Linked DNA regions of Mus musculus: regions 2, 3, 4, 5, 6 and 7 are each linked to region 1. A link is a contact called in public HiChIP or PLAC-seq and promoter capture Hi-C data. All regions are on one chromosome and are shown on one strand. The core of a region is the stretch at or near the end of the contact, and the rest is flanking DNA. Distances in the headings are between cores, read along the strand shown. Region 1 holds the start of Txndc15 (thioredoxin domain containing 15). Region 2 holds the start of Tifab (TRAF-interacting protein with forkhead-associated domain, family member B). Region 3 has its middle 6.4 kb from the start of Gm31657. Region 4 holds the start of Prelid1 (PRELI domain containing 1). Region 5 holds the start of Lman2 (lectin, mannose-binding 2). Region 6 holds the start of Slc34a1 (solute carrier family 34 (sodium phosphate), member 1). Region 7 holds the start of F12 (coagulation factor XII (Hageman factor)).

The links. Promoter capture Hi-C pulls out the DNA fragments that hold promoters and counts their contacts. HiChIP or PLAC-seq counts read pairs in DNA pulled down with a chosen protein or histone mark. Capture Hi-C pulls out chosen DNA fragments and counts their contacts.
Region 2: a contact with region 1 is called in a promoter capture Hi-C map of the HPC-7 cell line. The contact joins the promoter of Tifab here to the promoter of Txndc15 in region 1. A contact is called at or near these places in 3 of 39 promoter capture datasets (the C10 cell line, the HPC-7 cell line and embryonic stem cells).
Region 3: an H3K4me3 HiChIP or PLAC-seq map of bone marrow-derived macrophages shows a contact between it and region 1, with 3 times the contacts expected there. The contact joins the enhancer-like site here to the promoter of Txndc15 in region 1. A contact is called at or near these places in 6 of 39 promoter capture datasets (the C10 cell line, frontonasal cranial neural crest, hippocampal neurons and 3 more), 2 of 115 datasets of contacts at active chromatin or transcription factors (bone marrow-derived macrophages and embryonic limb bud) and 2 of 9 other capture datasets (embryonic trunk and pancreatic islet).
Region 4: a promoter capture Hi-C map of liver shows a contact between it and region 1. The contact joins the promoter of Prelid1 here to the promoter of Txndc15 in region 1. A contact is called at or near these places in 8 of 39 promoter capture datasets (the HPC-7 cell line, cranial neural crest, frontonasal cranial neural crest and 5 more), 4 of 115 datasets of contacts at active chromatin or transcription factors (embryonic stem cells, large pre-B cells, pro-B cells and 1 more) and 3 of 9 other capture datasets (adipose tissue, liver and macrophages).
Region 5: a promoter capture Hi-C map of liver shows a contact between it and region 1, with 2.4 times the contacts expected there. The contact joins the promoter of Lman2 here to the promoter of Txndc15 in region 1. A contact is called at or near these places in 11 of 39 promoter capture datasets (the C10 cell line, the HPC-7 cell line, cranial neural crest and 7 more), 2 of 484 Hi-C or Micro-C datasets (CD4 T cells and muscle stem cells), 2 of 115 datasets of contacts at active chromatin or transcription factors (the SCID.adh cell line and regulatory T cells) and 3 of 9 other capture datasets (adipose tissue, liver and pancreatic islet).
Region 6: a contact with region 1 is called in a promoter capture Hi-C map of second pharyngeal arch cranial neural crest. The contact joins the promoter of Slc34a1 here to the promoter of Txndc15 in region 1. A contact is called at or near these places in 8 of 39 promoter capture datasets (the C10 cell line, cranial neural crest, erythroid cells and 5 more), 1 of 484 Hi-C or Micro-C datasets (embryonic stem cells) and 3 of 9 other capture datasets (embryonic tail, liver and pancreatic islet).
Region 7: a contact with region 1 is called in a promoter capture Hi-C map of liver. The contact joins the promoter of F12 here to the promoter of Txndc15 in region 1. A contact is called at or near these places in 4 of 39 promoter capture datasets (the C10 cell line, cranial neural crest, liver and 1 more), 1 of 115 datasets of contacts at active chromatin or transcription factors (thymic regulatory T cells) and 3 of 9 other capture datasets (adipose tissue, liver and pancreatic islet).

Annotation. Positions count from the first base shown.
Region 1 is chr13:55,712,178-55,716,518 of GRCm38.p6, reverse strand. Txndc15 (thioredoxin domain containing 15) reads right to left here and starts at 1,869. Exons shown (of 5, transcript NM_175150.3): 1 at 1,675-1,869. The coding sequence starts at 1,741.
Region 2 is chr13:56,177,002-56,181,342 of GRCm38.p6, reverse strand. Tifab (TRAF-interacting protein with forkhead-associated domain, family member B) reads left to right here and starts at 2,458. Exons shown (of 3, transcript NM_001168615.1): 1 at 2,458-2,796; 2 at 4,211-4,341. Gm31657 (a long non-coding RNA gene) reads right to left here. Exons shown (of 8, transcript XR_382472.1): 3 at 1,104-1,289; 4 at 86-192.
Region 3 is chr13:56,158,017-56,162,357 of GRCm38.p6, reverse strand. No RefSeq gene overlaps it. Among named protein-coding and RNA genes, the nearest start is that of Gm31657, 6.4 kb to the left of the region's middle. Within about 2 kb of position 2,402, at least 103 of the 459 cell types and tissues checked have an H3K27ac peak or open chromatin away from gene starts, as enhancers often do. A contact at or near this core is called in bone marrow-derived macrophages and embryonic limb bud, where this site is marked.
Region 4 is chr13:55,320,262-55,324,602 of GRCm38.p6, reverse strand. It overlaps Prelid1 (PRELI domain containing 1), which reads right to left and starts at 2,548. Exons shown (of 5, transcript NM_025596.5): 1 at 2,322-2,548; 2 at 1,525-1,750; 3 at 159-272; 4 at 1-76. The coding sequence starts at 2,413. It overlaps Rab24 (RAB24, member RAS oncogene family), which reads left to right and starts at 2,623. Exons shown (of 8, transcript NM_009000.3): 1 at 2,623-3,065; 2 at 3,145-3,213; 3 at 3,423-3,501; 4 at 3,609-3,676; 5 at 3,759-3,858; 6 at 4,050-4,100; 7 at 4,229-4,291. The coding sequence starts at 2,949.
Region 5 is chr13:55,360,644-55,364,984 of GRCm38.p6, reverse strand. It overlaps Lman2 (lectin, mannose-binding 2), which reads left to right and starts at 2,202. Exons shown (of 8, transcript NM_025828.3): 1 at 2,202-2,597; 2 at 2,746-2,864. The coding sequence starts at 2,396.
Region 6 is chr13:55,397,911-55,402,251 of GRCm38.p6, reverse strand. Slc34a1 (solute carrier family 34 (sodium phosphate), member 1) reads right to left here and starts at 2,604. Exons shown (of 13, transcript NM_011392.2): 1 at 2,517-2,604; 2 at 1,686-1,815; 3 at 1,415-1,564; 4 at 1,199-1,327; 5 at 982-1,125. The coding sequence starts at 1,794.
Region 7 is chr13:55,424,174-55,428,514 of GRCm38.p6, reverse strand. It overlaps F12 (coagulation factor XII (Hageman factor)), which reads left to right and starts at 1,711. Exons shown (of 14, transcript NM_021489.3): 1 at 1,711-1,803; 2 at 2,155-2,212. The coding sequence starts at 1,747.

The sequences.
Region 1 (4,341 bases), core at 620-3,119:
ATGTGTGAAGGAATAGTGCATTTTGCAAGGAGTTCACAATGACTACTAACTCTGGGAAATCTGAGTATTTAGTGAGGAACTATTAATGTATGCACTGAATGTAGAGAAACTAAAAACCTAATATTGTTCTGTTTCTTTTGTCTGCTACAGGCTTTGAACTCCCCAGCCTTCTGCCTCCACCTACGCTGGGGTAAGATCACAGGCCTGTGCCACCACATCTGGTGGCAGCTGCTGAACCCGTCTAGAACCTTCAGACAGCTAGCACAGGCCAAAGGGAGCAGTTTCCCAGCCTTGCTGCTTTCTGGTCAGGAACACCACAGGCCTGTAATAAACACTGATGGAGGGTGCCGAGACTTATTACAACACTCTGACCCCATTCTCTGCTTGTTCCAGTGCCTTCTTTTTGAGAAAGAAGTCTAGAGAGCCAACTATTCCATATATCATCTTTTTTTTTTTTTTTTTTTTTTTTTTGGTTTTTCGAGACAGGGTTTCTCTGTACAGCCCCGGCTGTCCTGGAACTCACTTTGTAGACCAGGCTGGCCTCGAACTCAGAAATCCGACTGCCTCTGCCTCCCAAATGCTGGGATTAAAGGTGTGCACCACCACTGCCCCACTTACATCTTCATTTTAAAGGCTAGTGATTAAATAGATTGAAAATTTCAATTTTTGGCTGTGAGATCTGACAGACACTGGCTTCCATCTCAGGCCCTCATCTATGGCTGCATAATATTGAAAGAGGATTTAGGTCCTGAGTCTCAGTTCCAGGTTGGGCATCCCTAAATGGAAACAGCCCTAGGCAGGCAGGAGGATTGGGGGGAGGGGGGGTCGGTCTGAGCTGTCTCAAAACAAAGGACAATAGCAACAAAAAATGTTTGATGTAAATCAGGCAGTGGTGGAATTTAATCCCAGCACTCGGGAGGCAGAGACAAGCAGATCTCTTGATCTCTGGCCTACAGAGTAATTTCTAGGACAGCCAGGTTCCAGAGAGAAACATTGTCTCAAAAAAATACTAACTAATCAACTAAAAATAAATAAATGAATCCAAAAGAAAAGAAAGAAAGAAATGGTCTTTTAATAGGAGTGGATAAAAGAGCCATGAACTAAGAAGGCCTCTCTCTGCTCCCCACTCTAGCACAGAGTGGCTCCTTTACCCACTTAAAGGGGTCCCCACATAAACACGGGCCCCAGGAATCTGATGTTGGTTTTTGGTGTTTTCTTCAGACAGATCCCAACTAATCTAGAGTGGCCACTTTCAAACAGTGGCCCAGCAAGAGCGAACTCCAGCGTGAACTTTGAAGTCGGAGAGACCTCAGGCTCTGATATTACTACTAAGTGCGAACAGGCAAATAGCTTATTCCCTCCGAGCCTCCTCGTCTCCAGCCTGTGAAATGAAGGTATTAACGGAAGCAGTCTCCCGCGGCGGCTGGAAGGACTGGAGGAGATCTGAGCTCTGGGATTCTAATCAGGACACAACAAAAGTCAGGTGTCTGCGTTTGACGGCTGATCATAAAGTGCGCATCGCAGAGGGTATCGGGCCAGGCCCGCCGAGGGGCCTGGGCAGGCTCGGCCTCCGCCGCCCAGCACCCCCACCGCCACGCACCGTCCCGCACCGCCCGCGGGTGGCAGCGCGTCGCCCCACGCAGCCGCCTTCGCCGGACCCCGATCCGCACTCACCCTCCAGGCCGTGGGCCGGAAGGCCCAGCACCCACAGCAGGACTTGCCACCAGCAGAGGAGTTGCATGGCGCGCGACAGGGAGCCGCGGCGACAGCCACCGCGGTGGAAGAAAATCGGCGCACCGGCAACCGGAGTCGCACCCCCCGCCCCAGGGAGACTACGGGGAGGAGAGCCCAGAGCGCAGGCGTGGCCGCGGGCCGCCATCTTGACTCCTGGCCGACGCTGCAGACGCCATCTTGGAGTCGGGCGGTCGGCCTCTAGCCAGGCCTGTGCGACCTGTACTGGAAGCCGCTTTTGGGGAACAAGTATCAAAGTAGGATTCGAGCAGCCATCAATAGCCATTCCCATGAGAACTCCTCGCTGCTTGCGACACGTACTGAACCTGTGTGCGGAGTTAATACCTTTCATTTCAAGAGACAAAAAGGCCAAGAAACTTGTGCACAATGGAGGAGGGACAGAACCTTGGGAAATCACAGATAGTCTGATGTATTACTTCAGCATGTTGCACTAGCTTGTGTTGCCAGACAGAGGATAGATCCAGTTAAATTTGAACTTCGCGGGCTGGTGAGATGGCTCAGTGGGTAAGAGCACCCGACTGCTCTTCCGAAGGTCCGAAGACTGAAGTTTTAAAAAAAAAAAAAAAATTTGAACTTCGCATAACTGCTGTATGTGTGTATGTAACTGTCTATCCTATAATTTGCTACTTCTGGCAAATTGGTTGGTTGGTTTTAACACTGGGACTCCTAAGATAATGACACTTAGGGGGGCTGGAGAGATGGCTCAGCAGTTAAGAGCAATGACTGCTCTTCAAGAGGTCCTGAATTCAAATCCCAGCAACCACATGGTGGCTCACAACCATCCATAATGAGATCTGATGCCCTCTTCTGGCAGGAGAATTACTGTGGGTTCCAAGCCAGTCTGGGCTACATCATGAATTCCAGAACTGGCCTGGGCTTCAGAATGAGACCTTGTCTCAAAAATGAGAGGTGGGAAAAGGAAGGAGAAAAGAGTGGAGGGGAAGGGAGTTGAAGAGATGAGAGCAGAAAGGGGGAGGGGAGAGGGGAAGATAACTTTGAGATTAAGAGTACATACTGCTCTCGAAGAAGGCCAAGGGTTATGAACCAAAGGTCTTGGCAATCTGAGTCAAGACGCTGTAATACTTAGTAACTTAGTAGCTGGGTACTAGTCCACTGTCACTCAAACTCCAAAGCATGTGCCTCTAACCTGAGTACTTAAGTCCTGTAAGTGTCTGGCATTTAAAGCTCAGAGCCTGAGCCTGGAGGAGTGACTCACTCATTAAGAACACAGGACCAGGGTTTGATCTCCAGCACCCACATGGCAGCTCACAGCCTTCTTCACCTCCAGCTCCTAGGATCCAGTACTGCCTCCATCAGTACCATACTGTGCACACATATATACAAGCAAGCAAAGCACCCAGAAACATAAAATGTAAATAATTTTTATTTAAATAAAAAATTTTAATAAAAGTTTAATTTTTACTACAATCTTGACAAAATGGGAAATTACGGTCATCTGAGGAGGGAACCTCAACTGAGAAAATGCCTCCATATGGTGGGGCTGTAGGAAACCTACAGAGCATTTTCCTAATTAGTGACTGATGTGGGAGGGTCAGCCCATTGTAGGTGGGGCCACCCAGGCATGTTGATTCTGGGTTCTATAAGAAAACAGGCTGAGCAAACCATAAAGAGCAAGCTAGTGGGCTGGAGAGATGGCTCAGCGGTTAGGAACACTAACTGCTCTTCCGAAGGCCGAGTTCAAACCCCAGCAACCACATGGTGGCTCACAACCATCTGTAATGAGATCTGGTGCCCTCTTCTGGAGTGTCTAAAGATGTCTACTTACATATAATAAGTAAGTCTTTTTTTAAAAAAGTAAATAAATCTTAATCTCAGCACTCTGGAGGCAGAGGCAGGAGGATCTCAGGGTTACAGGCCCAACCTGGTCTATATACAGGGTCCAGACCATCTAGGGAGAGATAGTGAAATTGTCTCAAAAATAAAGAGTAACTGGGCGGTGGTGGCGCACGCCTTTAATCCCAGCACTTGGGAGGCAGAGGCAGAGGCAGGCAGATTTCTGAGTTCGGCCTGGTCTACAAAGTGAGCTCTGGGACAGCCAGGGCTACACAGAGAAACCCTGTCTCGAAAAACCAAATAATAATAATAATAATAATAATAATAATAATAATAATAATAATAAAATAAAGAGTAAGGCTCCCTGTCACTACCAGCCTGTGCCAGCTCTCTTGAGAAACAAGGGGCATCTCGCTAAGCTCTTCGCAAATGCATGATTCATAGGATTTGTTTCTAGTTACGGTGTTTTCAGGTTTATTTTTTAAATGGATTTATGTGGGTTTGCATGTACTTAAATGCACCACAGGCATGTAGATGCCTGAGGGAAGCCAGATGACACTGGATCTTCTAAAACTGAAGCCATAGGCAGCTGTGAGCTACTTGCTGTGGGTGCCAGGAACGGAACCCAGGACTGTTGCAGGATTTTTCCCTGCCTAATCACATTAGGGCAGCAGAAGGCCTGTGGTTGGACAAGGAAAAGGGAGGCAGCACTAAGAGTTGCAGAGACACAGAGTCTGGGGGAGGAAAGAGGGAGGAGAATGGAGGACATAAACCAGCCATGGCTTTACCCAGCCA
Region 2 (4,341 bases), core at 1,209-3,708, 460 kb before region 1:
AAAGAAGGGCTTGGCTGTCTTCAGGCTTGAGAGACCTGTGTAGGCAAAGACTCAGAAGACGTGCCCTTCTGTGCAACAGACTCACCCAGCTCTGTGTATGCAGTCAGTCCCTGAGGCACCTCACTGTGGCTCTTGGGCTTTGACTCATCCATCCATCCATCCATCCATCCATCCATCCATCTGAGGTTGTGGCTTTTGTGTTTTATAAAAGAAAAAGAAGCCAGGGATATGTTTGGTAGAGTGAGGTATGGTGAGGTGGGAGGGGTGCCTGCAGACCTATGTGAGGCATCCCTTCCCCCTAAGGTACCATCCATAGAGTATGGAATAGAGTTTATTTAGGGCATGGGGAGGGGAGTTGAGGGGGTAGTAGAGGCAGAGAAAGGGGGGGGCAGAGAGAGAGAGAGAGAGAGAGAGAGAAGAGGAATAGAGACCAGCCATGAACATGTGAAGAGGGGAGGGGAGGGAAATGGGGAGAGAGGGGACAGAGGGAAGAGAGCAAGAGAGGAGGGGGCAAACAGCCCCTTTTATAGTGAGTCAGGCACACCTGGCTGTTGCCAGGTAACTGTGAGGCAGAGCCTAGAAGAAATGCTAACAGTGGCTGTTTTCATGGAGTAGGATACAGCACTGGCAATGAGCCTGAGGTCCTATCCAGCTGTTCAACCTACACATGGCTTTTCATCCTCCCAGGCCATCAGTAAGCCTGCAACATCCTTGGAGCTACTCCTTGGGCTGGAGCCACTTCTTGGGCTACTATTGTCACCCTGTTTTACTCCTCCTCTTTCAATGCCAGGAGGACCTGGGCACAGGTGGTGGGGGAAGGGTGCAGAAAGGGCAGGTGGAGGTTCTAAAGCCACATCCATCCATCCATTGAGCTAAATGCCTCTTAAAAGCACCCTGTTCCCAGCCATCAGTGGCTCTGAGAGGCAGCCTGGCTCATTCCCACCTAGCCCGAATCATTGATGACAGAGTAAGAACTCCCCTCATCCCAGACCCAGAAGACTATCCCCAAAGCATGGCCTAGAGGGACTCTGTGGCCCAGCAAACAAGGAATTCCACTATGGGCAGGCCTTGGGGACTGGGGATCAGTCCACCGGGGTCCTCACCTGGTTGTGCCGGAGATTGATTATGTGACCCTGGTAAGTCACCTCTGAGCTTTGGAGTCAGTGATGAAATCACTGACTCTAGGGTAGACTGGGGAATAGCTGGGTCTCCGAGCTCCCCTGAAGAGCAAGCAGCCTCTGAGCCTCGAAGGCACTGTGCTGGAGGACTCAGCACATCAGCAAATCCTCCTGAAAGCAGACAGCGGGAGAACCTCTGGAATGAGTGAGTCTCTGCTCAGGGAAAGCAATGCATGATGGTCCCCTCTCTCGTTCTACCCAACCCAACTGTAGGCCAGGATTGGGCTATCCTTGTTCCACCTGCGTATGTGTCCTCCTTATTCTGCTGGCCTTTCTAAGCACACACAGCCTTCATTGAAACTGCTTTTTGTCCCATTCTCCATCTATTAGCTTGATATTACAGAGACATTATTATTCTTTTAGCGATTATACATGAAATCAGAGCACGTGTCCTTACATTATTATGTCTAGCAGCAGTTTATGTCCTTGCATCCTGGACAATGGAAAGGAATTTGAAACTCTGTAACTATATGTAACCATTCCACCTAGATTGGCTTTAATAATACATACATAAGTGTTTATGTATTTTAAATACATATAGAATATATACAATGAAGCCCATCTTAAGATGTCATCATTGTTTCATTGAGCTGGGCCAGCAAGTCACTCTTCAGTGACAGGATCCTGAGGGAAAAAAAGGCAATGGGATCAGAAAATAAAGAAGGTAGGAGGCTGGAGAGATGACTCAGTGGTTAAGAGCACCAACTGCTCTTCGGAAGGTCCTGAGTTCAATTCCCAGCAACCACATGGTGGCTCACAGCCACCCATAATGAGATTTGACACCCTCTTCTGGTGTGTCTGAAGTCAGCTACAGTGTTCTTACATACAATAATAAATAAATAAATAAATAAATAAATAAATAAATAAATAAAAACTAAAAAAAAAAAAAAAAAGGTAGGCAATTGTACTCCGGAGATCTCATCCAAGGTCTGTCTTATGCCAAGCAGGTTAATTCAGAAGTACAGTATCTTAAATGTCATTTTAAGGAGAGAAATGGGACAAAGTCAGCAGGTGGCCTTCTGCATGCAATAAATGAGGCCTATTCCCATGAGTGCCCATGCACTACTGTCCCTTCCCATGAGTGTTCATGCTCTCCTGTCCCCTCCCATGAGTACCCACATGCTCCTGTTCCTTCCCATGAGTGCCCACAGGCTCCCTTCCCCTGTGTCTCAGTCTCTTCTGAGACTCCCTAGAGATCCTCCATTACGTACGGCTTCCTTGACCAACCCCAGACAGTTGGAAGGAACCTCATAACCCAGGAACTCCCTGTCAGCAGCTCTCTGCCCTCAGAGGACAGAAGAAGCTGATACTCTGTGGTCTCTGAGGCTGAAATAATAGAGGCTGGAGCACCGAGACCCAGGAAAGCGTACCATCCGGAGGCCCCTCCTAGAGAGGCACCCGTTTCACAACTCAAGCAAGCGGTTCCACTTCTGCAAGAGAAAATAATACTTCAATTTCATTCCTAGAGGAAAAAGGAAGAGCGGCAGAGCTGACGTGCTCTCTGACACAGTGCACGCCCGAACCACGGACGCGCTTGCCTGCCCAGGTCTTCCTCCAGCCCAGGTCCTGCCTGATCACACAGCTGCAGAGTTAGTGCCAGGTGTACCCCGGAGGTAAGGTAGGTGAAGGTCGTGGGGACCAGGACCCCCAGGGAGGCTGGTGAGGCTAGGAGAGGAACCCTGGCCAGAGCCAGCACCTTTCCATTTGTCAGCAGCCATGGTAACTATTAAGAGGTTTGGGTTTCTGTTCTCCCCAATCAACTGGGATCCAAGACAAACAAGTCTGCCTCTGCAGGAGTGCTGCTTCCATCAGACATGACTGCTCGGCACTCAGAGAGAGATCCCACAGGGCCACGTTTACTTTCAATATCATTGGGCCATGACACTGACTTTGTAAAGGATGAACTCTGTACTCTCACCAAGTCCAAGGGCACTGGTGCCCAGCCCTCCATCCTGGGCTCAACCTGAATCCTGCCTCAGGAAGAAATGGTCTTCAGGGTCAGAAGGCAGTAGCCTGAGGTGTATCCATCTGTCTGCTGGGGAAAGGGTATCCTCGGGGGAATGGGGGGACAAGGCCCCACTACCAACTATATCCCCATTGATATACTACCTTCAAAAAACAACAGCGCAAAAGCCTGGCAAACTAGCACAGGCTCCCTATCCCACAGCCTTCAAGAACTAGGCTCCCATTTTCATTGGGCTGAGAGATGACTTCTGTATGTGGGTATATCCTTACCTATTTTTTTTTTAGCAGGTATGCCTCCAGACATTTTCTGTGGTCTGGTGCTATAGGGACTACAGGGTGGGTCATACCCTATGCCTGGGAGACAGAAGTGGAGCTTGAGGAAGACAAGAGCCTGTGGAACTCTGGGAGCCTGGGAGTTGGGGGAATGCAAACATGAAAAGTTAGGGGTTGGCCAGGTGTCCTTGTGGTTGATGTCACAGGACAGAGACAAGGTCACTTTCCTCAGGGAAGAAAGCATTTGAACCAGGCCCTGAAAGATGAGCAATGTTTTCCCCACAGAGTTTAAGATAGAACATGTCTTCTTAGCAGAAAATATATATATATTGCAGACCAAAGCCAAGTGCTAGAGAAAGAATATAATTACTGTGGAACCTCACTCGGCCCTTGGTTCTTGCTAAAAGTGGCAATAAATCCTAGGTGGTGTGGGGCGTGTAGATATGACCGTGTCTACTCTTTAAAGCCAGGCAGGGACCAAGCAGACCCTGGATGGGGCCTTCCCACATGCCCCTTGGACACTGAAGGACAAGTTCCTGGAGGTGGAGCTGTAGGACCTTGTGTGGATTTACTGGTGCTCCTGAGGGTCTTCAGTGAGCCAGATTTTCCTTCTGTCCACTGTCTCCACCAGGAGCTACCGTGGCCCAGATGTTCAGGAAAGGCAAGCCCTGAACCTGGTGTTGGGGCCCCTGAACCAAGTGCTGGGCTCGCTGGAAGCACCCCCAAGAAGGTGCTCGATGTTTTTACTTCCATGGGGTACTCAGGGTCCTTTTCCATTGCTATGTACCCCCTAGCTGGAGGCACCATATCTTTCCCTTCAAGAGCGGTGCTCCCAAGAGCAAAGGCCTATCTCCACAGCACCTGGATTGACACCTGGCTCGAAGAAGACTCTGCAAGAGTTTGTTTGTTGCATGCCTGCCAGATT
Region 3 (4,341 bases), core at 1,153-3,652, 450 kb before region 1:
CCCTTGGAGTCTTGGCAGCAGGCATGCCTACAGCGCAGCACAAATCCTCTGCCCCTAGAGCTAACTAAAGAGGTCAAATGTCCTGAGGTGTAGCCTCAGGGAAAGGAACCTGTCTCTCTTCTCTTAGTCTTAGTGTTAGGTAGAGCTAGCTCTCTCTTTCTCCCTTCTCCCTCCAACCCTACAGAGTGGTAGGGACTCCAGAACTTAGATTATTAAAGAAGGCTGATATGGGTTGGGGAGATGGCTCAGTGGGTAAAGTGTTGGCCAGGCAAGCATGAGGCCCTGGCCTTGGACCCTCCAGATTCGTGTAAAAAGCTGGTGCAGTGGCTGTGCCTATAACCACGGTGCAGGAGGTGTGGAGATGGGCTGGTGCCAGGAGCACACTGGCTGGGCAGCCTAGCTAAAATGGCAAGATCCAATTGTATCGAGAAACGCTGTCTCAGAGAACATAGTAGGTCCAGTCAGGGTCTGGAGGAGAAATTTTAGTTTTGTGGATAGACTTTGCTGCCCTTTCTCTGGCTGATGCCCACCCCTCCCACACACACACACACCTTAATATGTAATAAAAGTATCACTGTTTAAATCAGTAAGTCTCCACTTGGAGCCAGTAGTCAACAAACATTTGCTTGGTGGAGGTAGTAGGGCAGGGCAGGGCAGGGCAGGGCAGGAGATGGAGAGTGATAGAGGAAGACACGTATCTCATACCTGTACAAGCACAGGTGGGCAACCCACACACACACACATGCATACACTTGCACACATGCATGCATACACACACACATACACACACACACACACACACACACACACACACACACACACGGCTGACCATGGTGTGGATCAGTCTCACATCACCAGTCTGTACCTCATGCCAAGAACCTCTGTCTGAAGCCACTCATATTCAGGCTGATGGCCTGCTTCCGTGTCCTCTGTAGGGCAAGGGCCTTCTCAAGCTCCCCCAACACATCTGACGTCACATTAGTCTTGTCCTCTGCTGACACCACAGGTCTTAGGCTGATTAGAACTTTAGCATCTTATACACGTTCACCTCTACCTCCGTTGCTGTGCTGCAGTAACCTACTAGTGACTTAAAATTAGTACCTAAGCAGTCATTTACAATTATTTGGTTTTCCAAATAATCGAGATAGACAAGTTTGTATACTAGGCTTTTTTTCTGGGTCTATGCCTGTTACATCTGCCTTTGAAGTGTTGGAATATCTTGGGCTGTGTTTGAAGCTATAATCCAATGCACCCTTAAAATGTACTTTTGGGGTAATTCCCTTGGAGCTGCTCTCAAGGTGCATATGCCCAAGTGGGAACTAGGTATGGATTCTGTCAGCTCTATTCTAGCCATGCAGGCACCTGATAGTCGACAGAAAATATTTCATTACCCCACATGCTGATTCAGCACACGGCGTTCTTATGATGCCCATTTTACAGATGTGAAATCAGGTAGGTGGGATTGGGGGTGGGGGTGGTCACTTACTCCGTGGTACCAAACGTGCCTCTGTGTCGTTTCTCTGGGCTCCTCTGCTTTCAAGGTATAGCATCTGGGTTGAATGGGAGCCCTAAGTGCCTTTGTTCGTGCTATCGAGGGACTAATGGGGGAATATTCCCACAGCGGCAGAGGCGTGATGGGATGGGGAAGCTGCTACTTCGGCCTCTGAAACCACCTCTGCAGATGGCCATCTCAGACCAAGCCCAAGGTTGCCCTTCCTGACCCCTCTGAAGATGTCCTTTTAAGTGAAGGGGGTACTTTAGGATCTCTAAGCCCTTCGGAAGATGTGAAAATGGGGGCAGGTCAGCCACATGAAGAGTGGCCTACAATGTGTAAACACACCTCAGGATGCTAATCTCCCAGGTCAGGCTCTGGGGCTCCCGCTGCCCACTGCAGCAGCAGAGACTGTGCAATCCTGTATAGATGACAGGTGGTCTTGGGGCTCCTGGGGTCAGGCAGGACACTCTGTTGGCACCTCTGCCCTGCATCAGCCTAAGTGTCCTGCCCTGCCTTCCCCAGATACAAAGCAGCCACGGCTGCCAGGCTAGAGAGGGGCTCTAGGTTCACACAGAAATCCCTGGCCCCTGGTTGTGCCCCTGGCCGAGGTGCACAGGGCTAATCAGAAACACCTGTGTACATGGAATTTCCTGCCCGGGGTTCAGCCTTCATTTCCTCTGCCAGTAAAAACCCAAGGCATGCAAAGGTGAAAGAAACCAGTCAATCACCAGACGACGGCCACCGGGGCTGCGGAGACAGGACTTTCTAAATTAAAATTTAATTCTCACCCGATGGCCCAGCCAGGACAACCATGATTCAAACCCCGCGACCAACCGGTGGCCACAGCCCAGCAGCCCTCTTGCAGGACTGCAGCTCATCCCCTCCTTAGCCAGAGAAGGGTGTCGCCTGCCTGCCTGCCTAGGTCATCAGGCTATAGGGTGAGCGCCTCAGATTGAAAATGACGCCCTTCCTTGTCAGCCCCATCCTGCAGCTGCAAGGGCTGTTGCCTGATTAGCTCGCTCCTGACTTCAGGTTGTTTGAATTATTAGGTGCTGGAGAGATCAGAGCTCCCCGGTGACCCGGTGGTCATTTAGTAGACAACATCAAAGCCAGGGCAGCCAGAGTCCAAACTGGAGGATAATGGTCAGAGCCTGAGGGTCTGTGCTCTGTCCTAGTGTAGCAGGTTTAGGTGAGGAGAGAGTCATAAAAAAAATGCCTCTGGTTTTTTCCAGAACAATTTTCCCAGAGATTCCTGCAGCCTAGTGGAGGCGCGGCTTGGGACGGGGAGGAAGAAATGTCGCCCTGCCCACTTTATGATCGCACCAACTTTATCTGAAGAATGACTCTCGCTGACTGCACAGAGGGAGGGCAAGTCATGAGGCCAGCAGAGGCACAGAAGAAATGGGGGAGTGGCCCCTGGAGGCCAAATCCCAGCTAAGGACCTAGGCCTAAGGTTGTTTGATCCTGAGCTCAAAGCTTGGGCCTGTCTTGGGCCACTGTGCAAGCTGACTTTCCACCAAACGGAAATGCTCTAAGCTGAGAGATGCAATAAGGTAGCGATCTCTGAGCGGGAGCGGAAGCATCTGCTTCTGGGTCTAAGGCACAGCACTGACCGTGAACACAACAGGAGGGCTGATCTAGATTTCTGGAGGACCTGATCCCGCCTGTTCACCACAAACCCACTTCCTTTCCGTTTCAGACCTGTGCCCCTTGGCAAGATGCCCACAGACCCTTCTCCACCTTGCTTGATTGCGCCCCCCCCCAAGAGACTCAAGTACAAATGTGCATTGGTGATGTGGGGCCTGGGAGGGCAGAACCAGGCCAAGTCCTTCCTAGTCCTGGAGGTGTTGGCAGGTGGGAGAGACTGTAGGAGAGGTGTAACCATGACAGCCTGGTAGGACACAGCATTTCTCAGAAGTAGAGCTTGACCAGATCTCCCTCTCCCTCTCCCTCTCCCTCTCCCTCTCCCTCTCCCTCTCCCTCTCCCTCTCCCTCTCCCTCTCCCTCTCCCTCTCCCTCTCCCTCTCCCTCTCCCTCCTCTCCCTCTCCCTCTCCCTCTCCCTCCCCCCCCTTCCCCTCCCCTCCCCCTCCCCCTATCTGTCTCCCTCCCCCTATCCGTCTCCCCCCACTCCTTCCTCCCCCATCACCCCTGTGTGTTGTATAGATAACGCATGCATGTGTGTACAGGTGCACACTTGTGAGTAGTGCCCACAAAGAGGCCAGAAGCTGACTTCTGATGTCTTCCACCATCCTCCATCTTATTTTCAAGATAGGATCTCGCTCTTACTGAACCTGGATCTTGCTGCTTTAGCCAGACTGACTGCCCAGTGAGGCCCCAGGATGCTATTATCCAAGTCTTTCCATGCTGGGATGATGGGTGTGAAGAGCTTTTCATGTGCTCGTCTGCGATGGGGGCACTAGGGGAGCTGAAATCACAGGAAAGCAAGCCAAGATCTTTGCCCTGTGCCATCTCCTCTCCTCCCACTATCGGTGGAAGCAATGCAAGTGGCTTTCACTGGAAATTACCAAGCACAAACCACACGCCAAATAGTTCCCATGAAGGGTAAAATGAGGCAGATCCAATTTGTTACATTTAATCAGAAAGGGGGTGGAAGGCAAGGAGAAATGGTTCAGTGGTACAGAGCCCTTACTGCTCCTGCAGGGGACCTGCAGGTTCCCAGCAACCCCCATAGTAATTCACTACTGCCTGTAACGCCAGATCCAGGAGACCAACACCCTCTTCTGGCCTCTGTGGGTTCCTGTTTCCATATGGTGCATATATATGTATGAAGGCTTGGACACACATAAAAATGAATAGATCTTTTAAAAGAGTCCTCCTTGTGTAT
Region 4 (4,341 bases), core at 1,299-3,798, 390 kb after region 1:
GTAGCTTGGCCAGGATGTATTCAAAGCCCTTCATTGTCTTGGTCACATTGCTTTTGAACCGGGCAAGACCAAATTCCTGGCAGGAGAGGGAGAAGGATGGGAGAGTTACTCAATGACCCAGAGCCGAGCCCCGCCCTGCCCGCCCTGCAGCCTCTTACCTGGACAGCTCTGGAGACGCCAAATAAGCTAGAGGAGACCCAGGCTTCCCGACGGATTTCGGTCCAGCCGCTATTGTCAGAGTTCACACAGTAAACACATCGTTCCTCCACCACCTTCAAGGGAAGTTGGGCTGAGCACCTCAAAGAAGCACCCTATGCTCTGCTCACTTGCACGCTCACACCCTGTCTCTACCATGCTACTGTCCCTGTCTCCTTCACAAGGGGAAGCAATGACAAAGTTCTTCCCGTTATGTATCCTGGGCCCAGAGGGAGGCTGCTCTGCCTCCATTACCTCTCTGTTGACCCTTCCAAGTAGAACAGTTTCTTGGGATCAGTTGCTATTCCAACCCGATCTTGGGGCCTCTGGATCTAGATGTGAGCAGTGTTTCTCGTCTGCCTTCTACCCTCTCCTCTTTGAACTTCCTGGTATTGTGTGTGTGCGCAAGCACGCGCACACACTCCAAAAATGACAGCTTTCATTAACAAAGGGAGCGGCAGCCTCCTGAAGAATGTGAAGTAGTCACAAACTTGTCAATGTGATATCTACCAAGCAGAGCTCTCAGCTGAGGTGACTTCAGACAGTGCTGGGCAGGAAAAGGTGCCTTACTCACGGATTGTGAGTGGCACATCTTTATATAAAGTTTTTCTTTTTTGAAACGCACAATTTCCACCTCTCAGGCTTACAGAAGCCGAGAAAGAATCATCTAGAAGCTCGAAGGTTATTCACACTGTGTGAACATTCCCAAACATGGGTTTTCAAGCCTTCCAAAGCATACAAGATCCATATAATGCACTTCCTCAAATCTCATGCACAAACCGAGGCACACCCCAGTTATCTCCACTTGATGTGACTCCAACAGGGAAGCCACAGCCTCCCTTTCTCGATCAGCATCATTCCTGAAAGCCACCCCCCCCCCCATATGTATGCATGCATGCATGTCACCAACTGACTGCTCTGCGCACAGTACTTGTAACAAGCTTTGAAAAGGGGTGTCAGCCGGGCAGTGGTTGGTGGTGCACGCCTTTAATCCTAGCACTTGGGAGGCAGAGGCAGGTAGATTTCTAAGCTCGAGGACAGCCTGGTCTACAAAATGAGTTCCAGGAGAGCCAGAGTTTCACAGAGAAACCCTGTCTCGGGGAAAAAAAAAAAGAAAAAAAGAACAGGGGTGTCTTTCCCCACCATCTGAGAGCCAAGGGACAGTCCCAGAGAATCTGACCAATCGAAAGGGTAGACCAATCTAAGGGCAGAACTCTAGAGATGCAGCTCATTGGTATTTTAGGCCTGCCTCTGGCCACAGAAGTTCCCACAACTCTCTTGCCTGAAATCTGAAGGGCAACTATTTTGAGGGAGCAAAGGAAGTCTCACCATCAGCCGGGCATGGTTGATGTTCCAGGTGAAGGTGGTCATGGTCTGATTCTGGGGGTCCACAATAGAGTCCTCCAGGATGTACACGGAGTGAGCAACGTTGGCAGGAAACAGTCGCTCTGCCCAACGTGGCATCCTGTTGGTCTTGGTCAGGAGTCTCCGGGACAGTAGCTTCTGGTCGGGGGTCACCTCCCGGTGCACTATGTCTTCGGTTAAGACATGTTTGCTGCAAGAGTTAAAGATGATTCTCAGGAGCCTGCTCTTGACAGCATGTCTACTGGTTCCTATTTAGCGCCTCCAGGTCATGGCTGCCTGCAATCTGTGATCTGTGCCCGGGTTCAGAATTAGAGTACACTGAACCTATCCCCGGGCAAATTCCAACTCCCTCCTCCACCCGACATGGATTCTGTGGCTCTCCAAAGCGAGCAAAATCTCAAGAATTATACCACTAGAGAGCGCCAGCAGCAGGTAAGCAAACCATCCTCAGGATTTCTGGCCCCGAAATACCGCTCAACTCCCGTGCTGCCGCCTCTTCCTGTCCAACCACCTTTGGACTGCAAAATAGAAATCTAGAGCCCAATATAAATCACAAACTAGACAATCTTCTTCGAGGACTTTGGAGGCTTGGACTGATTCTAATCCTATAAGGATTTTGTGCTATAACTGTGGCCACAGTTCCGCAGATAGCCCACATCGGACTCTGTCCAGTCTTTCAAACTCCACTATTGAAGGACAGCCTACGGTGCGATCTCCAGAAGAAGAGAGGAAGGCGACTCGCTCTACCCAACGCCACGTACCTATAGGGATTCGGGTACCGTTGCCAGAAGGCGGCGAACACTTGGTCCCAGGAACTTCGGAGCACGCTCTGGCCCAGGAAATACTTCACCATCGTCCCGACCCGGACGGGCTCAGCACCCGTGCAGCATCAGGGTGAAGAGCCCGGGGGTGGGGGGGACGTGGCTAGGCGCACGCCCGCCAGGCTCGCAGCTCAATCTCCGCAGGACCGCGCCCAGGTCCCTACCGCCGCCATCAGGGGTTATAGGACTGCACGACGCTTCCGGCGCCGGATGCATAGGATCGGCCACTTCCGGCGCCCGCGTCACGTGACCGGGCGTCCCGCCTCTTGGCTTCCAGTCCCAGAGGTGCTGTTTGGAGTTAGCTACGAGGACCCCAGATTCAGTCGGTAACCCCGGCGCAGCGGAGCTTCGGGCGCAGCGGCGGTCGCGCGGGTGAGCACCGCAGGGCTCTGCGGCGCGGTGGAGGGCGCTGTCCGCGTCCCCGCGCCGCGGCTCTGCAAAGGACGGAGCGCCCCGGGCCGAGGCGCCAGGGGCCTGCGAGGTGCGAGGCCCTTGGGGTTGGGGTCTGAGGCTTGGGCTCTGCCTGGGCCGCGCGGACCCTGAAGTGGGTGAGGCGGCCCAGGGAGCATGAGCGGGCAGCGCGTGGACGTTAAGGTGGTTATGCTGGGCAAGGAATACGTGGGCAAGACGAGCCTGGTGGAACGATACGTGCACGACCGCTTCTTGGTGGGGCCCTATCAGAACGTGAGTGCACCCCTGCGGAGCAGGCATGGGAGGAAGGGGTCCGGCCAGTATTCCACACTTATCTCTTCCCTGGTTGTAGACCATCGGGGCTGCTTTCGTGGCCAAGGTGATGTGCGTTGGAGACCGGACGGTGACTCTGGGCATTTGGGTAAGTCCCTTGAGAACAGAGTCTTGTGCAAACCTGTCTCCCGAATTTAATGTCTTGCCTCTTAAACCAGCCAACTGGAGCCTCATAGAGGTCGTTTTTCCTTCCTCACACCCATTTACTCGTCTAAAAAAAGGAGGGGGGGTTGTCTGGAAGATGGGGCCTATTTTGTAGTCTTGTGAAGGAGCTTATTAACTCCTTTCACCCCTCAGGACACAGCAGGTTCCGAGCGCTACGAAGCCATGAGCAGAATCTATTACCGGGGTGCTAAAGCTGCAATTGTCTGTTATGGTAAGGGGTTGAATTCTGGCGTGTTCAAGTAGTAAGGGTTAGGTTACAGGCCAGCATCAGAGGGAAGCCGCTGATCTTTATGTGTCTCTTGCCTTACCCTTACCAAGACCTCACTGACAGCAGCAGCTTTGAGAGAGCCAAGTTCTGGGTTAAGGAGCTGCGCAGTTTAGAAGAGGTAGGTGGCCAGATATCACAAGAGTAGGGACAGAGACTGTATTGGTCTGTGGAGATAATCTCAGCCTTGTCTTCTGCTACAGGGCTGTCAAATCTACCTGTGTGGCACTAAGAGTGACCTGCTGGAGGAAGACAGGCGGCGCCGTCGTGTAGACTTCCATGATGTTCAGGACTATGCCGATAGTAGCTGTTTTTAAGTCTCTGAGGATGGGGGCTTGGGGGCGGGTACTATCTGCCTGAGTGTATTTCAAAGATGGGAATGACAGTCTTGGTTGCTTTCTGGCCTTCTTGAACCTGTGTGGTTCAGGAGACTGAACTGTTAGCTACATTTAGGTGTGCTCCCCAAGTGTGAAGACAGTCACTTCTCTTTGCAGATATCAAAGCCCAACTCTTTGAAACATCCAGCAAGACAGGCCAAAGTGTGGGTGAGTGTTGTCTTGGGTCCTGTCAGCAGGAACAGGCAGGACAGTAGAGCAGAAAGGTTCAGAGGGCTGGGCCACTGGGATACCCAGGGCTGCTGGTCTCAGGCCCTCACTGATTCTTTGCTTGCCAGATGAACTCTTCCAGAAAGTGGCTGAGGATTACGTCAGTGTGGCTGCTTTCCAGGTGATGACAGGTGTGTACTTCCTCATGGTCCCCAGCCTTCTTGGTGACCTACTTGATGCC
Region 5 (4,341 bases), core at 953-3,452, 350 kb after region 1:
TCTAGAACAAATATACTTTCACCAGCTAATTAGTTCCCAGGTGTGCTTCTCTACATTGTTGGGACTCAGCTGGGACTGTACCTGACAAGCTCAGCCCTCAAGTGAAGTTTAGTGCAATGCGTGTACGGGTGCAGGGAAATCTCTGAAGAGGGTGCTCGTTAGGAGACAAGAAGCAGGGAGGCCTTTGTTGTACAGGTATGTTCTCTTTCTATATATTTATGTGCACACACATGCACACAATATATATCTATAAACATAACCCTCATATCAACAGGATCTAGATCTGTGGTTTCAACTAATCATAGATGAGAGATATTCAGAAAAAAATGTTTCTTGTCTTTTTTTTTTTTTAATTATATGTGAGTACATTGTAGCTGTCTTCAGACACTCCAGAAGAGGGTGTCAGATCTTGTTACGGATGGTTGTGAGCCACCATGTGGTTGCTGGGATTTGAACTCAGAACCTTCAGAAGAGCAGTCAGTGCTCTTAACCACCGAGCCATCTCACCAGCCCTGTTTCTTGTCTTAAATAGGGTTACTATTGCTGTAACCAAAAACAACTTTGAGAGGATTGGGTTTATTTGGGTTACAGTTCTACATCACTGGCTGTTCATCACTAAAGAAAGTCAGGACAGGAACTCAAACAGGACAGGAACTTGGAGGAGGCAGGAGCTGATACAGAGACTGTTGAAGGGTGCTGTTTACTGGTTTGCTCAGCTTGTTTTTTAATAGAACCCAGGACTACCAGCCCAGAGATTGCACAACCCACCATGGAGTGGACCTTACTGCAGCATCAATCACTAATTAAGGAAATGTCCTATAGCCAGATCTTTTTTTAAAGATTTATTTATTTAATTTATATGAGGACACTAACACTGTCTTTAGACACACCAGAAGAGGGCATCAGATCTCATTACAGATGGTTGTGAGCCACCATGTGGTTGCTGGGAATTGAACTCAGGATCTCTGGAAGAGCAGTTAGTGCGCTTAACCATTGAGCCATCTCTCCAGCCCTATAGCCAGATCTTATGGAGGCATTTTCTCAACTCAAATGTTCCTTCCTTTCTAGCTTGTGAAACGTTGACATAAAACTAGCCAGCACACTTCTGCTGGGCGGTGATAGTGCACACCTTTAATCCCAACACTTGGGAGGCAGAGGCAGGCAGATTTCTGAGTTTGAGGCCAGCCTGGTCTGTCGAGTGAGTTCCAGGATAGACAGGGCTATACAGAGAAACCCTGTCTCAAAAAACCAAAATCAAAACCAAAACAAAACTAGCCAGCACACTTTTTACTGAACACAAACTTTTTTGGGGTTTCCTATCAACATCACTATTACATACAATTTGTTAAGTGTTACATGTAATCTAGAGATGATTTAAAGTATATTGGAAGGCATGCATAAATAGCACATGTCTTTAATTCCAGTGCTTAGAAAGGAGAGGCGAGTAGATCTTTGTGAGTTCAAGGCCAGCCTGGTGCAGTAAGTACGCCTAATCCTTGGGCCATCTCTGCAGCCCCTGAAATCAGGATTTCTAAGGTAAATTTAAGCTCCTTTTTTTTTTTTAAAAAAAAATAAAAATAGTACTGGCAACTAAACTTTTTCCTAAGTAGATTAATAGGTACAATAGAATGGTATCTGGGCTAGAGACCACAGTGTTCAACTATCCGGAGCCAGTTGTCCTGGGTCCTTCCACACACACTTGGTGTGTCAACAAGAACTGATACTTTTTGGAGTCAGATGTCTTCCGGCGTTCCCTGAGGTTCCAGGTCAGAATCTGATCTGCTCCTCCTGCTTCTATCTGACTGCTGGAGTCATTGCGGGGTAGAGGAGGTCCTCAAATAACTGGCCTCTTTTAAGTCTCCAGAGGCGTGGTACTAGCTTGAGGTGGCCTAAAGGATTTGCCCCACCCACCGAGTCACTCCAGTGAGGCTTTCCCACTGTACTGGAAAGGTCACTTCAAAGTCACCATCTTTTCAGAAGCTTAGGACTGAGCAGGGTGCTCGGCTTGCACAAGCAGACCGCGAAACTACAAGTTCCAGCATGCTCCGCTTCGACGACGCTGCTCGCTTTCCCCCGTCCCAGGAGAGACCTCTGCATTTCGTTGGCCTGCAAGCCTAACGTGCTGCTCCATGATTGGTTGGATCCCCTTGTCGCTCATGAGAACCCTCGGCCGTGGCCGGCTGTCAGGCGACCAGGAACCTCCAAAGTTATGGAGCCGCGCTCTACTGGGATAGGAGGCTGGCCAGCCAATAAGGCTGCCATCCCGCTGGCGGCGAGGCTTTCCTTCTTAACTCTCCTGTGATCCTAGTTTGGAGGGCTTCCGGCCGGAGACCATTAGAAAAGACACCCGGAAGGCGGAAGTCTTAGGGCGGAAGTGGCCGAGAGAACAAGGAGAATGGCGGCCGAGGCCTGGCTTTGGCGCTGGGGCTGGGGCTGGGGTCAGCGGTGCCCAGGGAGGCCTGGGCTTCCTGGCCCCGGCCCGAGCCCCACGACATTTCTACATTTGCTTCTGTTGCTGGGGCCGGTGGCTGCGGATATCACCGACGGCAACAGCGAACACCTCAAGCGGGAGCACTCGCTCATCAAGCCCTACCAAGGTGAGGGAGGCCTGTAGCTGAGGGTGAGGACGCGGGCCGAAGTGGGATGGAGGAGGGCATGGCCCGTTCTGTCGAGCAGAGCAGCGCAGCGCAGTAGATTTCTGGCGCGGCCCTCTGAGCACCTGTCCACGTCCGTCTCTGCCCACAGGGGTCGGTTCCAGTTCCATGCCGCTCTGGGACTTCCAAGGCAGCACGATGCTGACGAGCCAGTACGTGCGCCTGACCCCGGACGAGCGCAGCAAAGAGGGCTCGATCTGGAACCACCAGGTGAGGCTCTCCCAAGAGGCTGAACATGACCGTTCACTGACACAGTAGTCCCTGCCTCGTCAGCAACCAAGCTTAGTAGATACACGTGCTCCTTTTTTTTCTTGTCCTGCCGATTTTTCTGTCCTGGTCGCACAGATCGTTCAGAGCGACTTGTATAGTTACTGTATGTCAGAAAGTGTGCGTGACTCTTAAAACACTTTCACCTCTTTCTTCAGAAATCACACAAGGTAAGTAATGATGTCTGCTTTTTTGATGGCTTACGAAGCAAGAAGCCAAGGTGCAGAGTTGAACATCCCTGAAGTCATAGAACAAGAAATGAGTGGAGTTGTCAGACTAAATCGAACCCACTTAATCGAGGGAAGGGCGAAACTTTATCCTTACGGCCTATTTTACTGTGTGTAGGGTACTGACCTTGCCAAACCTTACCAGATTTAGTTCTCAAACAAGGTGTTTGGAATGAATAGATTTCGTGACTTTATGCTGAGGTAGTATATAGCCACCGAATAGAATAAACAGTATTTCAACTGATCTTTCTGATCTCCACTCTTATCAATTCCCTTGATACACCCGATGCCTCCTGGTTAGCAATGGGAGAACCCCCCTTCAAGATATTTAACAGTCCTAGTTACCTTTCTCTGTGCTAGGTTGAGAGTCTTGTTAGCTATATCTACACTGAACTTACTGGCTGTGGCCTTTGCCTTTAGAGAGCAGGGAGCCAGAGATGTTATTGCCTTGGTGTGGTAACAGTGTTGTGCAATGTCTACACCAAGGAGTGTAGGTTGTCCAAGGGGAGAAAAGAAGTGATTTAGGGATAGGCCATGGCTTGAAAAGAAACCTGCTTCTCTCTAGCCTGCTTGGTCTAACCCTCCCTTCTCCCTCTACTGTCAGCAGTGGCCTAGTTTTCTCCATCACTGTATTCTCTTGGCCCTTCTGGTTGATTTTGCCATTAGTTCTGGGAGACTACACTGTCCTTGTGTTGCCTCACTTGGCTCGTCCCCGCAGCACCTCCTCTCTCCCTGCCTCCTGCCTCCACAGTGCTGCTAGGGGCGTCTGTGGTTACCCTCTTCCTTCAGCTTTGGCTCTGTCCCTTAGAGCCTGAGCTCTCTCATGAATGGAAAACTACATTCTCTCAGCACAGCGTGTCCCTCCATGACTGACATCTCCAGTCATTCTGTCAGTTTGTTCCAGCCTGTCTGCCTGGTTGCCTTCTTCCCTCAGGGGCTTTGGTCTTGCTCACTCTGTCTGGGACAGTGCCTCCTGGTTCTTCGTGACTGCTCCTTGGTTACTTCTCATCTGTTACGTCTGCGTTCAAATGCCACGCACACCAAGTGCTCGATTAAACCTCATGTCCCCAAGTCGCAGTCTGTCACATCATTCTGGCTAGGCTTTTCAGATACTTTTTTTGTTCTTCCCTTTTTATTTTATTCTGTGGTGCAATAGATTGAACCCAGGACCTATGCATGACAGGCAAGGCAAG
Region 6 (4,341 bases), core at 1,355-3,854, 320 kb after region 1:
GTGAGCGTGTGTGTGTGTGTGTGTGTGTGTGTGTGTGTGTGTGTGTGTGGTGTATGCAAAGGTGGAAACCCGAAGAATTCACACGTTCAGCTCTAGTACTCTCTAATTTTTTACCATGAGGCAGCATCTCTTGCATAACCTGGAGCTAGGTGGTAGCCATGGCACTCCAGCAATTCCACCGATGCTCCTGGCACTGGTGTGTGTGCAGCTGTGCCCAGGCTCTTATGTGAGTACTGGAAATTCAAACAGGGGACTTCACATCATATAGCAAGCACTCTGACCCACTGAGACTCCCTAGCCCCAGGTAAAGAAGATGATTCGTGATCTTCCTGGAGGGAGAGATTTCACCTGTAGCTCACAGGGTTGGCTTCCACCTACACACCCTGCCCCTCTGAATAGGTCACACTGTAAATGTCAGACTTGGGCACCCAGCCACACAATCTCAAAAGTCAATTCTTTTTTTTTTTTAATGATGTATCTATTTTTATTTCATGTGCACTGGTGTTTTGCCTGCATGTATGTTTGAGTGAAGGTGTTGGAGATCCTGAAACTCAAGGTGAAACTGAAGTTACAGGCAGTTGTGAGCTGCCATGAGAGTACTGGGAATTGAAGCTGGGTCCTCTGGAAGAGCAGCCTGTGTTCTTGACCACTAAGAGCATCCCTGCAGCCCTGTAAGTCAATTCTTTGCAATAGATTGCATGCGTGGGGTGGTTTTTACTGGCTGGCTTTCTCTGGCTTTCCTGAGCAATGGTGTGGCTGAAGGGAGGTGGCCTTCCAGGAGCTGTGGTTCCCCCTCTGCCACACTCCCCAGCTCCCGGAGCTCCTTTCTGACTCAGCTCTTGGCCTTGTTTCAGGGGACAGTGCAAGAGATGCTGAAGTCCCACCCTTCCCCTCAGCCTCCTCAGCAATTCCACATGCCTGCCCCGATCGTGAAGGACCAGGCCCTTGGGCTCTATCCCCGGCCATGCTGGGCCGACTCACAGCCGGAGGAGACCATGCTGACAATGATGGATGTAGAGGTACTGGAACTCTGCACCAGAACTGTCACCAGGATCCCCACCACCAGCCCTGCCACTGGGTTGGATAGGATGGCATTGTCCTTGAAGATGTCCCCAGCCACCTTCCCTGCAGAACAGAAGCCAGTGTCAACTGAGACCCTTCTGAACCCTTTCCCTGCCCTTCTCCACCTGGGCCCTACCTCCAGCCAACTGGAAGGCGGAGCTGAGCACATCCAGGGAGCAGACAAAGAGGTAAAGGAAAGCCAGCATCAGAGGCACCTTCAGGAGCTTCGTGCCAACCTGGGCAAGCTTCTGGGACAGCCTGGGCTCTGGAGGTGGGGCAAACATGAAGACAGTGGACAGAACACTAGAGCAAGTGACCGCCCATAATCCCACTGCTCCCCAACTTGGCCTACCTGGCTTTTGCTCCTCTTCCTGAGCCAGCTTGGTAGGTAGTGGGTCATGACATTCCAGGACTTCCCCACAGGGACAGCTGTGCTCTGTGAGGGTGACCGGGCTCAGACTGGAGATGGCATAGGTGGATGTTCCAGGAATCCTGTGCAGGACTGAGGAGGGAGACTGATTAGGACTTCCCAGAGGCCTCAGCAACCCAGAAGAAACAGGTAGAGGGACAGCAGGTAGCCAACTGTGGGCAAGCAGGTCTCAGGGTATAGGAGTAATATTTACCTTGTGGGCTGGGCACATAAGCAAAGGTTGCCCCATGCACCATGTGTCTCCCACGGACTGGAAGTGGGGAGACAGCCGGTCCCCCCAATCTCTCGCTGTAGGACATCATGTTGGGCACCCACAATGAGTCCTGCATATCAAAAGGTTGGGACAAATCTGACAGTTGCTGTGTCTGGGACATTCATACACTCATACCCACATAGATGATATCCAACTTAGGGTCTGTGATTCTTTTCATCCTCAGACACATCTAGAGATGGACACCCAGGTGCTTGTCACAGACCTAAGCAGCCATTCATCCACCCAGTAGGGTTTTGTAGCTGATTTGTTTTGCTGGAAATGGAACTTAGGGCCTCATCATAGGAGGCAGGCACTCCAGTGTTGAGGCCCATCCCCAGTCCCAGGAAGTATTTCCTGAATGCGTAGTGTTTGCTGAGTTCTGAGTTAGACACTCAAGTACAGTAGCAATTAAAGACACATACAGCCACTGCTCTCAAAGTCTAGTGGGGAGACAGCTGCAAATGTATAATGTCTCAGTGAATAGAGATAGCAACCAGGTATTGTGACGAATTCAGGTACCACTATGCCTAGAGTGTTCACAGCAGGGCAGGGCAGGGCAGGGTAGGGCAGGGCAGGGCAGGGCAGGACAGGGCAGGACAGGACAGGACAGGTGCTCTCGAGAGAAGGAAGAGCAGGGATTATTTTAGCTCAGGGGGAGCAAAGCAGGCTGGGCTGGTGTTGGGATGTCATGTGTAGCAGGAAGAGGAAACCCAGAAAGAGCTAGGGTGAAGGGATAGGGGTAGGGTTGGGACACAGGGGCCCTGGGCTCACCTTGACTGTGGCTCAGCTCCAGCCCGGCTGCTTGGGGAAGTCTAAAGAGGAACTAAGACCCTCTTCTTTATACCCTCGGGTCAAGGGCAAAGTCCTTAATGAACTAGAAGAACTTTAGCTGCCTTCCCTCTTTTCCCCATTAAATTAACTTTACCCCCAAGATTCCTTCCAGTTAATTGCTAATCTTCACCTCTGCAGGGGGAGCCTATGGTCAGACTGTCCTCTCTCACTACACCAGCACAAATCACAACCCACAGGGTACAGGCTCATCCTGGTCATGGACAGAGACTCCGACACCCCTCTGGTACCTTGTTCTTAGGGACTCAAAAGCAATTTTGTGTCTCCTGTCCATTCTTGGCTTATGAATGGACAGGACTCCCCAGAGAGTGACCCAGACATCTGGTGACCTTGCCATGCATCTGGATGTCTGTGAGGCTGTGTATGTCTTAAGGGGTACACTTCAACAGAAGGGGGAGCCCAGGGGAGAATCCCAGTGAGGCTGCATCTTTGAACCGTGGAGGGTCTGCAGGGCTGAACAATGGATCACGATGTGAGATTAAGAGATCACAGAGTCACTGCCCAGACCAAGAAGAGATGGCTCTGTGGTTTAGCATCCTTCTTAAAGTGTTGCTATGGGATCTGTCAGAAGGAGTGTCTGGAAGCAGGGGCAGCAGCTGAGATGCGGAGGAGAGACCCGGGGAAGAGGTGGCCTGGCTGAACTAAGGTGGGCTCAGGAGAAACAGGGGACAGGAAGCTTCCCAGAGGCATTGGGAAGGAGGAAGAGGAACAGTTGGGATCTGGAAGTGCATGATATGCAGTAAGTCCTGTGGGAAAGAGTTCACGGGAGCCACATCCCCAAACCCAACAAGTGATTCATGAGTGCATAGTAGATCCTAAGTTCTGAGTTAGATGCTGGGGTACAGTCCTAAGTAAAACCACACACAGCCACTGCCCCTCAGGATGTTCAAAGTCTGGCCAGGAGACGGCTGCAAATGATGTCATCTCTAAGCGAGTAGAAATGGCAACCAAGTGTCATGACAAATGCAGGTACCCTAGAGCAATGGTTCCAAGCCTTCCTAACGCTGCAAGCCTTTAATATATTTCCTCCCATCGTCGTGACTCCAACCATAAAATTATTTTCATGGCTCCTTCATAACTATAATTTTACTATGGTTGTGAATCCTAATGGGAGTGCCTGTGTTTTCTGATGGGCCTAGGTGACCCCTGTGAAATGGGAACCCTCAGACAACCCATAGGTTGAGAACCACCACACTAGAGTGTTCTACAGCAGGGCAGGGTGTCTCAAGAGAAGGAAGAGGATGAATTCCTTTAACTCAGGGGGAGCAAAGCAGGCTGGGCTGAGGTTGGGATGTCTGAGGAAGCAGAAGAGGAAACCACAACAAGAGCAGGGGTGATGGGCCAGGGATAGGGTTGAGAGACCAGGCTCTGGGGTCACCTTGAGGTTCTCTGCCAACAGAGCTTCAAGACTCCTCAGCTGTCCTCTGATGACTCAGGGTCCCTGGAACTGCAGATCCACTCAGTGTCTTCAGGGTAACATTTATCTAACTGTTCTCTACCACAGAAGACAGGCCCCTCTGCACATTCCTGCTTCAAGTTAAGCAAGGTTAACTGATCAGTCCTTCACGGTCTGGGCATAGTGACTCTCCGAGGGCTCTCTGTGCAGTGGCGAGGAGTGCAGAACAGACCCAGCTTGGTCAGATTCCAGCTCTACCTAAAGCAATAATTTAGGCCAAAGAATGCTCAAAAGGAAGGGGAAAGGATGGGAAGTAAAACCGGAATTGGCTTTTTGATGCTGAAGATGGAA
Region 7 (4,341 bases), core at 462-2,961, 290 kb after region 1:
AAGAAGGTACCACTGGCAACTCTGGAAGCCCAGGAGGGAGGGAGGGAGGGAGGGAGGAAGGGAGGGAGGGAGGGAGGAAGGGAGGGAGGGAGGGAGGGAGGGAGGGAGGGAGGGAGGGAGGGAGGGTTGGTTCCTACTGAGCAAAATAAATGCTGGGTAGAAAAAGCCACAGTGTCCTGCTCCCCACCTTCTGCCCAGCACTTCAGCTGTAAGACAAGGCAATGCCCTTTGATTTAGCACTTCACTCTGGAAAGAGTACAATTCTGAGATGACAGCGAGATCATCATCCCTGTGTATTTCTGCCTGCTCCCAGTGACCCAAGTTGACCGTGATTGAGGTTATTTTGTAAAATATTTCCTTGAGGCACCGGGAATCAAGGCCATGCATCCTAGGCGAGCATTCTGCCACTGAGTCTCATGCTTCCACCGAGGAGCCACATCCCCAGTCCTTTTGTAAGAGAATTTGCCGATGTAGGTGGCCATGGTGGCACAGGAAATTAGGGAGGCTGAAGCAGGCAGGAGAATCACAATTAAGTCAACCTGAGAAACATAGTGTCTCCAGAGGAAAAGAATTTGCAACTGTGATTAAGGGCCCATATTGAGTCTGGCTACACAGCCCTGACTAACCAGAACTCACTGTGTAGACAGCTGGCTGGCCTCGAACTCATACAGACCTACCTGCCTTTGCATCATGGCAGTAAAATCATGTACCGCCATGGACTCTCACTCTGTGGGAGTATCCTTGATGGGCCTGACCCAATCGGATGAGCCCTGAAAAGGGACCAGAAGTTTCCTGGCAAAGCAGACACAGTGTGAAGCAATTCAATGCAGGGACATTCTCTGCTCCACCCTCTGTTTTATTGCTTTTAATTCTTAAAATTAATTTATTTATTCTATGTACAATGTTTTCCCTCATGCATGCCCATGCACCATGTGCATGCCTGATACCTGCAGAGTCCAGAAGAGGCAATCAGAACCCCTGGAATTGGAGTTATAGACAGCTCTGAGCCCTCCTGTAGGTAGATGGGAATAGAGCCTGGATCCTTTGGATCTAAAGTCCATACCTGCTGAGCGACACCTCCAGCCCTGACACTGGCTTTAAAGTTAGAGGAAGTAGGTGGCCAGAAATGTAGAAATCACACGTAGCCGTGGTCGACAGCTGAGAAGAAGCTGGGACATCTGTCCTGCAGCCACATGGAAGTGAGTTCTGACCAGGACCTGGGGGGGGATCTCACTTTAGAGGCTCCAGAGACTTCAGCTTGAACCTCAGCGTTCTGATGATCTGGGCAGAAACTCTAACTATGCAGCACCAAGTGTTTACCCATGGGTCTGTGCATCCGTAAAAGTAGTTTTGGGGGGCATTGTTTTAGGGTGCTCAGAGTGTGGTAATTGGTCACACAGCAGAAGGAAGCTGCATGAAGGAAGGTCACATAAGCATTCTGTAAGATTCTGAAAGCAGGTTTTGTCCCATCATTCTTACCTTACCCTCAACAGGACCTGGAACACCATCCTAGTAAAGTCAGGAAAATGGAGGGCAGGAACCTAACTCTTCAGTCCGCTACTCCCACCAGTGACTCCCTGCTCAAAACACTTCTACAGCGCTGTTCTGCTGGGTCTCCCATGAAGCCCTTGCTCCTCAGACCCAGGAGCAAGCTTGACCAATCTCTACCTCTGAAGCTTCTGAGACCTTTGCCCGCATCTATTGATCCTCACTCCTGGGCAGGCAGCGGGGCCATCGGCAGACGCCATGACGGCTCTGTTGTTCCTGGGGTCTCTGCTGATGAGTCTGGATCTGACACTTTCGGTGAGGACGGTGGACACTGGGATTGAGCCAGAGTGGCAGTGAGGGGTCCCTGTTCCGGATTTAGCCTCTGCCTGTCACCTGCTAGTTCAGGTGACTGAGAGACTTGTGGTGGGGGTGGGGGTTGGGGGAAGGCACAGCTAGCCCAGAAGATCCAAACAAAGGAGGTAGCAGCCCATGCTGGTGGATGTGAGGACACAGGCTACTTTTGTGGGGGAGTCAATGAGAAGAGAAAGGAAGGCTACACTTTGTGAGGAAATCCTGTACTTTGGCGAGGTGGCAGGAGGTTGAGGCCTATAGGATCAAGGGAAGTCTAACATTGTGGGCAATGTTCCTGCCTTCTCTCTCCTATAGGCTCCACCATGGAAAGACTCCAAGAAATTTAAGGACGCACCTGATGGGCCCACAGTGGGTAAGTGATCTGGCCTCTTTTCCTAATCTACTCTGTGGGGATGGCTGTGCTTTAGCCTGCGTGGTCTCAGGCCTCTGGAGCAAGGAGGGATCCTGAGCCAAGCTGTTCCGTTGACATTTAAACCTGGGTGCCTACAGATTCAGATGTGTGCCCGGAGTGCCAGGCTTGGGCTGTCCTGGATGCCTGTGTTAGAGCCTGGCAGGTACTCTGTAGTGTTGGAGATGATGTCATCTGATGATGTCATCACACCTGCACACCAACAAGTGCTCGCCAGTTTCCCCATCTTCCTCCCTTTCCTTTCAACACTCCTGGAGAATGTCAGACATAACCGGTAGAGTTCAGAGCTTCAGTGGGCGATGGGAGCCAGAACAGAGCTTTAGACTCACCCAAGATCACAGACACCCCAAGTTGTCTCCAAACCCTAACTTTCTCACTTGTGAGTTTACTCTCTGCTTCATTTTTCCCTGTCTGAAAAGTTAGACGGGTTGCTGAGGAGAAAGGGTTCCTCATTGTTGTAGATGCTGCTGCCAGGAAAATGCCCTAACATGTTAGCTCTTAGGCTAGGGCATAGCTCACTGGCAGAGCACTTGCCCAACATGCACGCACACACACCTGGGTTTGGTCTGCAGCACTGTGAGGGGAAAAAATTCCTTTTTTTTTTAATTTTAAAGAAAAAATTCTTTCTTAAGCTGGAGAGATAACTCAGAGGTTAAGAGCACTGGCTGCTCTTCCAGAGGTCCTGAGTTCAATTCCCAACAACCACATGGTGGCTCACAACCATCTATCTGTACTGGGATCTGATGCCTTTTTCTGGTCTGTCTGAAGACAGCAACACATATAGTAAATAATTAATTAATTAAAGAAAGAACAATTCTTTTTTAAAGATTTATTTATTTATTTTATGTATGAGTGTTCTATCTGCATGTACACCTGTATGCCAGAAGAGGGTATCAGATCTCATTACAGATAGCTGTGAGCCACCATGTGGTTGCTGGGAGTTGAACTCAGGACCTCTACAAGAACAGACAGTAGATCTCAAATGCTGAGCCATTTTTCCAGCCCAAGAAAAAAAATCTTAACTTTTAGTAAATTTGACTTAGGTGAAGGGTTCCACCCCCATCCTGCCCCAAACCCTGCTATAGGACTTGTGAGTACAGAACTCTACCACAGTGAGCCTTGTCTGTGGGGTCAAGCTGAGGCTTGTAGTGTGATGTCTCTCACTGAAGCCCAACTCAGTGTGACCCTCCAGGCTTCTGTCCTAACCACTCTAAGCCAATCAGCTGCTGTCCCTTTCAACCTGACCCACCATGGCCCCCTGTCTCCAAGTTCTAGGACCCTTCCCTCTCTCTATCACCCTGTTGCTAAATTGCCACTAAAAGGAGAAAAGAAGAAGAAGAAGAAGAAGAAGAAGAAGAAGAAGAAGAAGAAGAAGAAGAAGAAGAGGAAGAAACAAAACACATTTGTTGAGCACCTACTGAGTCCTGGACTCAATGTCCCAAGCATTGCCACTAAGCCTCACGGTGTTCCCCTGAAGTAGACAGTGATTTCTTTTTCATTTTCTCTTTGAGATTATAATATAATTACATCACTGGGCAGTGGTGGCACATGCCTTTAATCCTAGCACTTGGGAGGCAGAGGCAGGCAGATTTCTGAGTTCGAGGCCAGCCTGCTCTACACAGTGAGTTCCAGGACAGCCAGGGCTACACAGAGAAACCCTGTCTCGAAAACAAAAACAATATATATATATATATATATATATATATATATATACACATATATATGTGTGTGTGTGTGTGTATACGTATATATATATATACACATATATATATACACATATATATATACATATATATAATCATATCATCCCCCTCCCTTTCTTCCCTCCAAACCCTCCCATAGCCCCAATAATTATTTCTTTTTTTTTTTAAGATTTATTTATTTATTATATGTAAGTACACTGTAGCTGTCCTCAGATACTCCAGAAGAGGGCATCAGATTTTGTTACGGATGGTTGTGAGCCACCATGTGGTTGCTGGGATTTGAACTCGGGACCTTCGGAAGAGCAGTCGGCGCTCTTAACCACTGAGCCATCTCGCCAGCCCCAATAATTATTTCTTATGATTAACTAT